Regions from separate parts of the Mus musculus genome. Here regions 2 and 3 are each linked to region 1. A link is a contact called in public promoter capture Hi-C data. All regions are on one chromosome and are shown on one strand. Each heading gives the region's core, a stretch centred on a gene start, on an enhancer-like site or on the middle of the called end of the contact. The rest is flanking DNA. Distances are from core to core; before and after follow the strand shown.

What was found. Promoter capture Hi-C pulls out the DNA fragments that hold promoters and counts their contacts.
Region 2: a contact with region 1 is called in a promoter capture Hi-C map of pre-B cells, with 3 times the contacts expected there. The contact joins the enhancer-like site here to the promoter of Ropn1l in region 1. A contact is called at or near these places in 14 of 39 promoter capture datasets (the 3T3-L1 cell line, the C10 cell line, the HPC-7 cell line and 9 more), 1 of 15 datasets of contacts at CTCF or cohesin (pro-B cells), 5 of 484 Hi-C or Micro-C datasets (B cells, the HPC-7 cell line, bone marrow-derived macrophages and 2 more), 6 of 115 datasets of contacts at active chromatin or transcription factors (cardiomyocytes, embryonic stem cells, extraembryonic endoderm stem cells and 3 more) and 2 of 9 other capture datasets (adipose tissue and liver).
Region 3: a contact with region 1 is called in a promoter capture Hi-C map of liver. The contact joins the enhancer-like site here to the promoter of Ropn1l in region 1. A contact is called at or near these places in 4 of 39 promoter capture datasets (hematopoietic stem and progenitor cells, liver and neutrophils), 2 of 115 datasets of contacts at active chromatin or transcription factors (memory CD8 T cells and pancreatic cancer cells) and 2 of 9 other capture datasets (adipose tissue and liver).

What each region holds. Positions count from the first base shown.
Region 1 is chr15:31,451,752-31,455,622 of GRCm38.p6, reverse strand. Ropn1l (ropporin 1-like) reads left to right here and starts at 1,934. Exons shown (of 5, transcript NM_145852.2): 1 at 1,934-2,210. The coding sequence starts at 2,080. It overlaps Gm49208 (a long non-coding RNA gene), which reads right to left and starts at 1,952. Exons shown (of 2, transcript XR_003951491.1): 1 at 1,711-1,952; 2 at 1-943.
Region 2 is chr15:31,277,018-31,281,166 of GRCm38.p6, reverse strand. It overlaps the pseudogene Fam136b-ps. Among named protein-coding and RNA genes, the nearest start is that of Gm41285, 16 kb to the right of the region's middle. Within about 2 kb of position 1,441, at least 63 of the 459 cell types and tissues checked have an H3K27ac peak or open chromatin away from gene starts, as enhancers often do. A contact at or near this core is called in B cells, hematopoietic stem and progenitor cells, pre-B cells and 1 more, where this site is marked.
Region 3 is chr15:31,245,656-31,250,007 of GRCm38.p6, reverse strand. All of the region lies in intron 2 of Dap (death-associated protein), which reads right to left. Among named protein-coding and RNA genes, the nearest start is that of Gm41285, 16 kb to the left of the region's middle. Within about 2 kb of position 1,462, at least 63 of the 459 cell types and tissues checked have an H3K27ac peak or open chromatin away from gene starts, as enhancers often do. A contact at or near this core is called in hematopoietic stem and progenitor cells and liver, where this site is marked.

The DNA of each region.
Region 1 (3,871 bases), core at 685-3,184:
AGCATTACTACTGGAAGGCGTGAAGCCCCTCCACCTGGGCCACAGGGTGACACTGCCGTGAGCCATCGCTTTGGGATGGAGCCTGATACAAGACACATCAGAAACCGTTTTATGTCATTGCCTACATGCCTGAGAAGGAAAGGGTTGCGTGGCCTTTTCTCCTTTATGATTGTGAGATCTTTCGGTTTTAGGGGCCATTTCTAGTTTTTCTAAGTTCAAGTTTTTCAAAAGCTTTCAACATTTTCCTCATCTCCACCCAATTAAATACATTGCTGTTTAATGTAGGAGTGGTGGAAATATGCTCTTTGAACCCCAGACCTCCCTCTTTAATCTGTGAAGTTGAAAGTCCTCGCCAAAGGAAACCAATACTCAAAACTGGTTATCTCCTGAAACACAGTGATTAGGAGAGTTGATGTGTTAAGTGACTGAAGATGTCTGCCTCCAAGGACCACAAGTGCAGAACAGATAGTAACCAGAAGATGGAAGAGAGAGCGAGAAGTCAGCTGCCCAAGCCAGCACACAGGACTCCCTCCGGGGAGACCGCTGAGGCCTAGCTGCTTCCTCAGTGGGCTCGTTAGGTCTGCACACATACACACCTAGTCCTCCATCAGCCTCCTGCTGCTACTCTGCAAGCCTTTAAAACCATGGGTAGACTGTCAGCAAGGCACAGGCCCCTCTGCATCACTTTATGTTGTTTAGCCATTGCGTTGGGTTTTTTTATTTTGTTTTGTTTTCTTTAATCTCCTTTGCTTATACAACCGTGCCTAAGACTTTCTTTCGGCTCGTTCATTTATGCTTTAGGATGTACTTGGAGGAGGAAGGAGCTTCTTGCTCAGGAACCACACCCATTTTGCTTAGGTGGCCATTTCCTTGCCATAGTGTATCTGGTAAAGCAGACACTTCCGTATGTATTCAGTGGATTCCACACAACGGGGCATGGATGCTGAAATTAAAAAAAAAAAAAAAGTGAAGTATTTGGACTGGTAACAGAATGAAAAGCAAACATTCACACTACAGATACTGTACAAACGAACTAATAGTAACTTATGTAGGGAAAAAAAAGGTCAATGTAGGCTAGGCTCACTTTTTTTTTTTTTTTTTTTTTAGATACAACAGCAAAATATAATTCACTTAAGAAAACAAAAGCTGAATTGTCACAATTTATACCTGAGACTTTTAAGAATAAAAGGAACAGACACCTGCACACCCAGATTGTTTTACAATCTTTTCCGCTTCACCAGTCATGTGGTGGTGGTGGTGGTGGTGGTGGTGGTGGTGGTGGTGGTGGTGGTGGTGGTGGTGGTGGTGGTGGTGTGGGTGGGAACAGACTTGTTGCTTCTTGAAGCGCTAAATGTTGCCCAGGCTGGTCTCCAATTCCCAGCTCAAATGAACCCCAGCCTTGCGAGTCTCGCAGTCCCCACATCAGATTTTAACTCTGTTGGTTTTACCCGATTGTGTTGTTTTTCTTTGGAGACCATGATAGAGGTTTTAATAAAAGTTAACCTACCAAGCTACATAATAGGCATTATTATTTACTCCTTATGCCTATCCCCCCCCTTAGGATAAATATTGCTAAGTCGTTAGAAAATCCTGTAGTCCCCAGATAAACGCTCATTTCTGTCAACAGTGTCTGAGAGTCCTTGTTTTCCCATTCTATTAACTAAATGTTTTTTTGCCAAGCTGCTTTGGTTTGGAAATGTGTATTCATACAGTGGGTGTGTGGACCAAATGGAGTCACACGCCAAGCCGAGACCCTGGTCGAGACCTCTTGGGGTTCGGATTAGCGCAACCTCCGCGTTTTAGGAAAACAAGCTGTTTTATGGCGCTCTCCGCTCTGTGGTCACTCGTTGGTCACAGAGGCCAGCCGGACGTCCGCCCCTTGTTTGCTGAGGCTGTGCGCATGCGCAGCTCGGGTTGCCTGGAGACCGCACGCCACAATCGCGTGCTCTATCCGCTCTGGGCGGTTGGGCCTCAGTTTCCTGAGGGGGCGGAGCAGTCCCTCCCCGCCGCCCGCTGCGCTGACCCTGCCTCTCCTCCCCGCAGCACAACGTCCCAGGCCGCCGCGGTCTCCCCAGAACGATGCCGCTGCCCGACACCATGTTCTGCGCGCAGCAGATCCACATCCCCCCGGAGCTGCCGGACATCCTCAAGCAGTTCACCAAGGCTGCCATCCGTACGCAGCCGGCGGACGTGCTGCAGTGGTCGGCGGGGTAAGGCCGGCCAGGGAACCTCACCCCGTTACCGAGTACAGACGCCGACGTTGTGGGTGTAGACTAACAAAGCTTGCACACCAACCGCGGGGCAAAAAGTGGCTCCGCTGAGTTTAAAAAAAAAAAAAAATCAGTTACAGGGATGTTATAAATGAAACCGCCCAGAACAACTGAATTATGCCCCCACCCACCCCCAAATGAGGCAGAGGTATGTGAAAGCTGCCACCTGAGAAAATTGTCCAGCACAGCTCACAGCTAGCGAACCTTCACACTCTAGAAACAAGGACAGGAACCCTTTCAAGGGCCTGACCATTATAATCTTAACACTCATTCTTTCGGTTTTACAAGAGAACTGTGCCACTTTTTAAATCACGAGAATAACTATTTTTAGCCAAAATTTGCTAACTTTCTCTGAACTATATTAGCTAAGGTGGTTTCGTTACTTTTGGCTGTTTTAACAACTCGACTTTTAAAAAACGACAGCTCTGGAGGTAAAAGCAACAAAACATCTGGAGCAGGCAACAGGCGTTTGGGGTGGCTGCTTCCATATCAGACTCGGCTGTTGGAACTTCCTGGCCCTTCTACAATCCGTGGGTTCTCTTCTGCCTTCCTCTCCTGAGGAGTCCTGTGATACATTTAGGAGCCATACCGTTTCTTCAGGATAGTTTCCCCCATCTAAAGTCCTTAATTGTGCAAAGACGCTTGCCATGTAGAGTACCTCTCACGGGGCTTCAGGGGACAGGACCTGGATGTCTTACTTAGCTCCGTCAGGGTCACCTGTGAGCCCAGCGGTCCCTTTGTCAGTTCTCTCAATAACCCCTCAGCGATATTACATATGCTCGAGCCTTAGAGAGAAGGGCTAGGGTGTCTTTATGAAAGTTTATTTGCACTTCAAGTCTCCGCCCCTATTGGCACATTTATTAATACTACAGAGAGAGTTTTTTTGAAGCCTTACACAAGAAATCCCTGATTCATTAGACTGCCGATGAGGGAACAACTATGAATAGGTGTGAATCCACCAAGCCACAGCATTGTAACCGGGGCCTGGACTTTTAGGTCAACAGTTCTGCATCTGTTTCTCTCGTGGCTGTCCGCACCACTCCTTAGCTCATTAACGAAACCACAGAGAGGAGCACAAAAGTCTTAGTAGTTATAGGTGGAGTTGACCCTAAAGGGTGAAGAGAGAGGGGGTTGCCTTTAATCTATTCAGTCTTCACTATCCATGTCCATCTATCTATGTTTCAGATTTAGATGGTTTCTGATAACTCATAGACATACCTGGTGCCCTGGTGCTTAATTTCATGTTCATCTTCCTGGCTACAAGTTCTTTGACTGTGGCTTAAGACCTTGCCTGGCACAAGGCCTCGTGCTGGCCAAATCCGAAGGGAATTCACTCAAGTTGTTGCCCCAAGCCATTTCTGTGCCTCCTTAACCTCCAGCTCACACATTTTCAGATTCCTAGAATGGAACTTTTTGGGGGGGGTGGGGGTGGGGGGTAGACCCAGGCAGAACTGGGAAAGATGGAAAGTGGGAAGCCTTTGTGTGTCTGCACCACTTAGAGGTGAATGTGTCGAGGTGTTTAATGCCAATTACCTCAGAAAGCAGCTGTTGAAAAAGGAATGACCTTAGGGCATGGGGTGCTGGAGAGATGGGTCTCAGTT
Region 2 (4,149 bases), core at 192-2,691, 170 kb after region 1:
AAAGGCTTGCAGACACCTCAGTGAGGTCAGAGGGAAACAGATCCGAAATCCTCTGGGACCCAGGTGAACTTGAGTGGTGAATTCATGTTGGTTTATTTTCTGTGTAAACATGCCATGGTGTCTAGATACTTGGTTAAACATTATGCTGGATGTCTGTAGGGGGTGTGCAGTTTTGAATATGGCTTAAATTGGTAGCAGTGGACTAGAGCAGACTGTCCTCCATCTGCCCTTTAAGCTGTGCCTCTGAGGCTGATATCTCCAAGAGCCAGGGAGGTCTATCATAGACGAGCCCTGGGCTCCCACTGTTATCTCAGCTCTTCCCAGGTCTGCATCCTACTGGCCCACTCTACACAATGCATTTGCCAGTCTTTATAGCGTTATGAGCTAACTCTCATCTGTATTTTAAAAATATTTCATTATTTTATTTTATTATTTTGAGGTAGGCTCTCTCCATCTAGACTTATACTTGTGGTCCCAGCACTAAGAGAGACACATAGGCAAGAAGATGGCCAACATGGTCTACCTAGCATGTTGCAGGCTAGTTAGGCCTACACAGTGAGTCTGTTTCAAACCTACCACCTCCGCCTCTGCATCTGCCGCTGCCACCTCAACAAAAGGATGCAAAAGCAGGAGAGGGAGTGGTTGGAAAGGCATGGTTTGGATGAGAGTGACAGGAGGAGGACAGGAGGGTAAATCTGGTCAAAACATATCATGTATACGAAACTGTAAAGAAACTCCAGAGCCACATTGCAGGGCCGAGAGCTGGTTTAGCAGTCAAGAGGGCTTCCCTCATAAAACTGAGGGCCCAAGCTCAAATCCCCAGCATCCCCCACTCCCACCTGTGTCTGTAACTCTATTGCTGTATAGAATGGAAAGAGGAGGTTCGCTGTGGCTTGCTGGCTGCCAGCCTTGTTACAGGCACAGTGAGAGACCTCGTCTTAAGAGAATAGGGAAGAGAATGAGAGAACAGGACACCTGCTGTCTTCCTCTGGCCTCTGCCTGTGCTCAAGGGTATATACATAGCCTTCCACCAGGCACCCATAGGCTACACACACACACACACACACACACACACACACACAGAGACACATGCCCATATATACGCATACAAATAAAAGTAAAAAATAAAACACAATGTACATGGATATGAAATTATAAAATAAAAAAGAGCAAACAAGTTTCTATGAATGTGTTTCTGCATGTATGTCTGCGTATAGCTAGATGCCACTTAAAACAGGTGTTTGCTCTGAGAAATGAGCCATGACATGATTTTGCCATTTTCAGACCTCGTGTGTGCTTACACAGCCCGTGACAGGCACTGTGTCCCTAGGTGATGTAGTCTCAGGGAAATCCCCAGCATAGAGTGAGATCTATGAGGCCAGTTATTGGCTACAATGTTCTATGAGTTGTGACTGTGTGTAGTCACGCCCTTTGGCTCTGGTTCTCTGGGGACTCCCAGCCCAGGCCACAGTTACAAAGTTATTTACTGCCGCTTCCTGGTTCTTCGGGAGAATATGGCTGGGGAAGCCCCTCTGGAGCCTTGTGAAAGGCAGAGGGTTTTTTGTTTTTTGTTTTTTTTTTGTTTTGTTTTTTGTTTTGTTTGTGTGTTTGTTTTCTTGTTTTGGTTTGTGTTTTGATCCTGCAGAGGCCAGTAGGATGCCCTGTCTTGGGGGGAAAAATTACTTTCGAGTCTGTAGAAGGTAATGTTTTAACCAGCACAGCAGCTGGGAAGTCAGGAAACCTGCAGAACAGCAGAACACCAGGGGCTGTGGAGGCAGGAGGCAGATGTTTAGAAAATAATTAATTAATCACAAACCTGCTGGGTTGGCCAGTATCTGCCTCCCACCTGGCTCTAGGGCATCTGAGTTCAAGGCTGTACTAGGCCAGGCTATGCCCTCTGTTTGGCTGATGCCCATTCTGCTGTCCACTGACCAGGGCTACCACAAGCCGGGTCTCTGCTTCTGGCTGCACACAAAGGCTCATCTGGCTGCCACACTTGCTCTATGGAGGAGCAAGGATGGGTGTGCAGGGCAGTGCTGTGCATCTTCCAGGCAGCTGCTAAGCTTGTGATGGCGACTTGTGCTCCTGAGCACACCCCAGGGCTGATTCCTCTTCTCTTTCCCCACCTCCTCTTGGAATTGGATAATTGGACAGAATTCACAGCATCTCCAATCGATCTTGTTTTATAAACCAGAATGATGATAAATCAAGGTCATGAGAGAACCCACTGTCTTATTATGTACAGCGGTTATCAGGGAACTTCTGGGAGGTTCTGCAAAGTTCCTAGTTCCCTGTGTTATGACAATAAAACTGAGGCTTAGAGAAGAGAAGCAAGTTGCCCAAGGTCTTATGGGTAGCAAGCAGACAAGGTAGAGCTTAAACTGGGGCCTATCCTGAGCCCTGGAGTTGGCTGTCCCGGGGAACCAGGAGCTAAAAGGACCCAGAAAATGGGTGGGTGTTGATCTACCTAGAACAAATCCAGGGCTCATTTGAATTTGACATTTGCCCTCCTTGGCCAGGAGGAAGCAATGTTGGGGTTTCCTCTGCTCTAGGCTCCCAGGGTTGTTTATGGGAGCCTACTTAGCTCAAGGTCACCTGCTTAGCTTCCTGGTCCTGTTCAGTCTGTCTCATCTGCCCCATGTGCTTTCTGGCGTGCACCCCTGTCTCAACAGCATCTCTGCAGTCACATCTGCACAGTTCCCAGGGGGAGTGTCCATACCCCCTCTTTCACCAGTCCTTACCCTTCAATAGAGCTTCCATGACGATGGACCCCAGGCAGCACCTGGCCTTGGCATCTCTCCCAGCCTTCACTTCAACTTGTAAAATCTCTAATCAGAAGCTCTGCCTGAGGCCATGTAAGAGCCTGCGGTGAGTAGTCTCTTCTCCCATCCAGGTTCTTTCTCCATTCATGTTCCCGTTGGTATCACTCTCCCTAACATCTTGGCTACAAGCCTGAAAGCCCAGCAATAGCTTGGCCCTCTGCCTCTCCTACTCTGACCAGACAGGCAGCAGCCCTTCCTTCTACATGGCCAGAGGCTCGAAGCTCTGTGGAGAAGATGATTCTGGAGTCAAAACAATGTGGATGCAAGCCTCAGCTTTGTCATTTGCTGACAGTGACTTTTTTTTGGAGACAATGAAACTTTATTTAAAAACCAAATCACTTTGAAAATATATTGCAGGCTTGACACAGCAAACAGACAGATGTATCACTGTTTCAAGTAATTAATTGGTATAAATACAACATAGTACTTATCCAAAAGATAAGGTGCTATGTTGGGCCAGCAACACTGCACTGCAAAGAAAATTAAAAATTAAAAAAAAAAAAAAAGCCCAGGCAAAAATGGCATTTGGCAAGAAAGTGTGTGTCTCTCTTGCTCTATAGTGGTCCTTGCTCTCTGGCCCAAAGTTGCTCACTTTCTGGCCTTCTTGTTGCTACAAGGCTCTGTAGATTCAGAGCTGGTTAATACTGGGTTCGCACTTCTCAACAATTCCTATATACTGTTTATTCTCAGCGACTGGCATGTGAGTGACAGCCAACCCCCTTGCTTTTCATAAGGATGTGTCACTTTGCTGCACAAGTTAGTGAGGGAGGCTGTTTGCCATGTTCACTGTGTGACACTGTCCGGCTTCTTCAGGGGCTTCTAGAGTAACAGAATTTGAAGAAATGGACATTCCCATCTCGATGGTACATAATACCAGGAACCTTTAGAAGTGACTCAAACTATTCTGCCTCCTGTATCTTAGATCCAGTGTGCCCTGCATATAAGACAAAACTAAGCAAAATATAGATTTGAAAGGGAATCCTTTCCTCTGAATTCCTAGCCTACTGGGTTTTGTTTCCCAGCATATGCAAGGTGCTGTGGTGATACTTCTGGTCAACAGGATTTGTCAAGCTTCTCTGAGGAGACGCACCTCTCCTCAGATTTTACCAGCAGGTTGAAGAGAGCTGCCAGCCTGGATGTTTGTAGTAAGACACTCAGCTCTTGGTACAAGGTTGATCTCTACTACAGAACAGACATTTGCATATGAATATTTAGGATCTGGACCTTTCCTCTGAGCTCTCTGGATCCAAATCTTAGCACCAGCTTCTTCCTACGTCACCGTCTAAGATCTGGATGTAAAGGGACAGTGAGCAGCATTTGCCTGGAA
Region 3 (4,352 bases), core at 213-2,712, 210 kb after region 1:
CCAGGCAGTTCAGGGCTCTTTTTCTTTGTGTAAGATGAAAATAGTCCATGTATAACTCTGACTCTTCCAGATGATGTAGCCCTGAGTTGTTTAATTAATTAGCATCACACTTGTTGTCGATATCATACATGTAGTCCACATCACACATGTAGTCCATATCACTCATGCAGTTGATATCACACATGTGGTCAATATCACTCATGCAGTCCATATCACACATGTAGTCCATATCACACATGTAGTCCATATCACACATGTATTTGATATCACTCATGTATTTGATATCACATGTGTAGTCCATATCACTCATGCAGTCCATATCACTCATGCAGTTGATATCACACATGTGGTCAATATCACTCATGCAGTCCATATCACACATGTAGTCCATATCACACATGTAGTGGATACACTTGTAGTCTGTATCACACATGTAGTTGATATCACACATATCACACATGTAGTCCATATCACACATGTAGTCAATGATTGCAAAAGAAATTGTACATCGGGAGTCAAGCTCAAGCCCCAAGATGAAATGTCTCCCTCACACACAGCATGTGATGCAAGAGGGGAGGCTCAAGGGGAGAAGGCTCCTCACTTCCCTGGCTTGGCCTGTCCAGGCCTCTCATTCAGAAGGAAGGAGCTGCACCCATAGGCAAGGTCTGAACTACCCCAAAGATACCTGGGAATTCCAGAGATGCTGGCTGCCCTGCCCTGCCCACTTCCTGCATCTCCCTCTCCCTCTCTCTGACATTTCCATTTTGTGGGCTCTGACCTGCCAAGGCTGGATGGTCTGCTTTTCTTTCCCATCTGCAGTCCCATATGGAACAGATTCTGGCTCAAGGAGAACAAACCTTTCTTTCTTCAGCTGTCTTTGCGGGCCCCACTGGCACTGCCTTCTCATTTAAGGCAAGCTTTTTCCACTTAGGGTCCTAACGGGCTTTAGCGGCGATGAGTCAGCAGTTTTTACCCCAACTCAAACTTCCTCCTCTTCGTGTTTTTCCTTCTTGATCTCTTTTCTTTGCGAAAGCCTCCTACATCTCCCAGCTCTGAAATCGGAGTGACTTCCTGTGTACCAGTAAGTCCAGTTTGGAAGTACAGGGCCTCAGATCCTGGATTGGTTGGTTCCTGTGTGGGCTGTCATTTTGCACTAGAAGCTGAGAGAGAACAAACCCCTTCCACAGAAGCCGGTGCCCCTTGCACGGACACTTACACACCGACTGTTCCAGTGCCCTGTTTACCTCGATGCTGGCACCTACTCAGGGTAGGTGGGAAGCTACAGAAGTGTCCCCTTCTGAGATGATCTCAGCTGGAGACCAGTGCCCAGTAAGGCAACCCTATTCTGCAAAGATGCTTCACCCCCACACACTTTCCTCAATAACCTGCCCCAGGTCTTTGGGGGAAACACCACTGGGCACCAGAACAGAGGCCGTGTGCCCAGAGTGACAATCACCTCTGAGGTCAGACATTCGAGCCAAATCCCAGCTCAGTGTGTCAGTGTGACCGAGAGCACGGTCTTAGCCTTTCTGGGCTGAACTTCTCAACCATAAAACGGAGCCACATCAGCTTTCCTGCAGATGTGAAGATGGAAAAAACGACCTAGATGAGTCTGAACATAGCTTACATGTGCCGTTATTTGGTCATGAGGCTTTCTGAACAAGGCTGGATTGCTTGTTTAACATCCACGACAATCTTCTAAACCTCGTATCCTCCAGGGCCCAGGGGGGACGCCATGTAATTACAGATTCAATAGCCTGAATGACAAACTTTGCAGAGCAGATTAGAGTCCTATGAAAAGCACTTTCAATGCTACTCTGCGGACAGTTCTTCTGTATCTGCCTCCTTCTCTCCTCAGGAGAACCCGCAAAGGCACAAGTCCATTGTGGAGTTGTAACAACTTCCTCTTAGGGAGGGCACTGCACAGGCTGGGACACGCGTATGCTTTGGAGTGAAGGGAAAGGCATCTCAGGTCCAGCAGATCCACGGATAAAGGTCAGCCTGTGATCTGCAAGTACGTTAGTCTGAGAGGTTCTGCCCACTCCTGTCTCCCAGAGGAGGATGGACACTGCTGGTAAGGTGACTGGCTCAGAACTCAGGATTCATAGTCAAGCCCCTAGTCTACCACTGTGTGTGTGTGTGTGTGTACCACACATACCGTGTATACACACTTAAGAGATTTAAGAGAGAAGAGAGAGGGAGAGAGAACAGAGATCTAAGGTCTCTCTTTTCTCCCAGCTCATGGGAAACAACCACCATTTCCAGACAAATGGGAATAAAAGCCAGGCCAGTGATCTGTAGCAGCGGCCCCTTAAGCATCAATTCCTACAGTAAAACGGCGGCATCCCAAGGACCAGATGTCACCTGTGATGCTAGTGGGGTCCTCCTAGGATGGAACCCCTGAAATGAGGGTGGCTGATGTTACACAGGGCTCTGGTGCATCTTCTCTCCTCTCTGGAGACAGGGAGACAGCTCTCCTTGGCTGCAGACACCACCAGCATCCATCTCAGGGGTGAAAGATGGAGCCTTTCCTCCTCTGATCTGGATATATCTGGGAAGGGGCAGTGCTCAAGCCCCTCTGACCTGGAATGCCTCCTTTCAGGGTAATGCCATCTCGGTGGTGCGTCCTGGCTCTCAGGATGCAGACCGCAGAACTGTGAGGTATCCATGGAGAGCTGATTGTCAGCACGCCAGGACAGCATGCGGCTGACACAGCGGGAGAGGAGAGAAGCAGCACTGGGAGCTTGCGAGTGGAGGACTAGAGAGTAGCGGCCATGACCAAGTCAGTGCTATGACAGAGGGCGGCCCAGCTACTTATGTAAACACCAACTCCACCACCCTCCTAAGAACAGAGGAGGAGAGGCCATCTGGGAAGTCTTTCCCAGCCTGGTGGGCCAGTGTTCAGAGCTGAGGCAGAGCCACAACAAGGAGGTGTGAGATGCACACAGGATGGGGCTGCAGCCTTGTTTTCAGTGAGGAGGGGACTGTCTCCAGGCATTCACGACGTGAGGGACAGAGAAGAAAGTACGAATTCCCTGGTTGCAGTCCAAGGAGCTCAACAAGGAAGCTGGGAGGCAAGGAGAGGCGAGCTCAAGGTGGAGACAGCCAACTCATATGCAATTAATAAAAAAGAAACAGTATCAGGGAAATGTCCTCCCCTGCCCCGGGTGTGCACAGGCATGTGGAAGCCAGAGGCTGACATTGGGTATCTTCCCCAGTGGCTTTCTACCCTATTATGTTGAGACAGGCATCTCTGCGAACCCAGATCTCTACAGCTCAGCTATGCTAGCTAGCTGGCAAGCCTCAGGGATCTTCCGGACTGCGTCCCGCAGAGCTGGGCTTACAGGCACACACCACCATGTCCAGCTTTTATGAGGGTGCTGGGGACTGGAAACCACCTCCATGCTTCATGGCCAGTGCTCAATTGACTGAGTCGTCTCTCCAGCCCGGCTTATCTTTTTATTTTCATTTTTCTCTTTTAATGCAAGAGAAGTGCGGCTTTATTTTGTATTTGTTTGCCACTGATATTTATTTACAGACATTTGGTCTTTTACGAATTGTTCTTCTGACCTACAGGGAGTCTGGTTTTCTGACTCACTTGTTTTGGGTCTCCAATTTTCTCGACAGTCTGTCCCTGGCTCTAACGAGACGGTGACACTTCAGAATATCAGAACACAGGATTCTCAAGGCACTGGGAGGATCCAGGTTCCACCAGGGATGGGTGAGAATGTCTGCCACCGCACCACACCCCTGTGCTCCATGTTCTCAGAGCTTCTGGGAAACGAGATGCATGCCAGTGTGCAGGGCGCAGGACCCAGACTGAGCAAAGTCAAGCAGGCCGTGTGATAGCCTCTCTGACACATTCCTCAGGAATCTGACCCGCCAGTCAGTGTGGGTAAAGCACGCCCACCCGCACTGCTTCAGTCCACACACACACACACACACCCCACCAGGGCCTGGCTGTCACTGGTGAGTTAGGAACATTCCACTAGGCTGGCCCCGTGTTTTTGTTTTCTCCGCTGTGTGGAGATATATCTATCCAGAAAAGCATAAACTCATCAGGCTTTCTAGGTTCGTGTTAATGGCAGACCAGAAGTAGATCCTGCCTGAAAAGTGAATGCCCGACCATAACCCACAGCGTTAGCCTGGAAGCCTTGGGGAGCCACGCGCTCAGATGGTGAAAAAGAAGGGGTGTGGGGGTGATCCCGGCCTCACTCCAGTGTCAGCATCACGGTCTTCTCTTCAGAAGCATCATCAACAGAACACTGATCCATTTAGCTGGCACTAATCCCCATACGTTCTCATCAAGATTCTGTGTGCTGGGGCAGGTGAGATGGCTCAGCAGGTAAAGG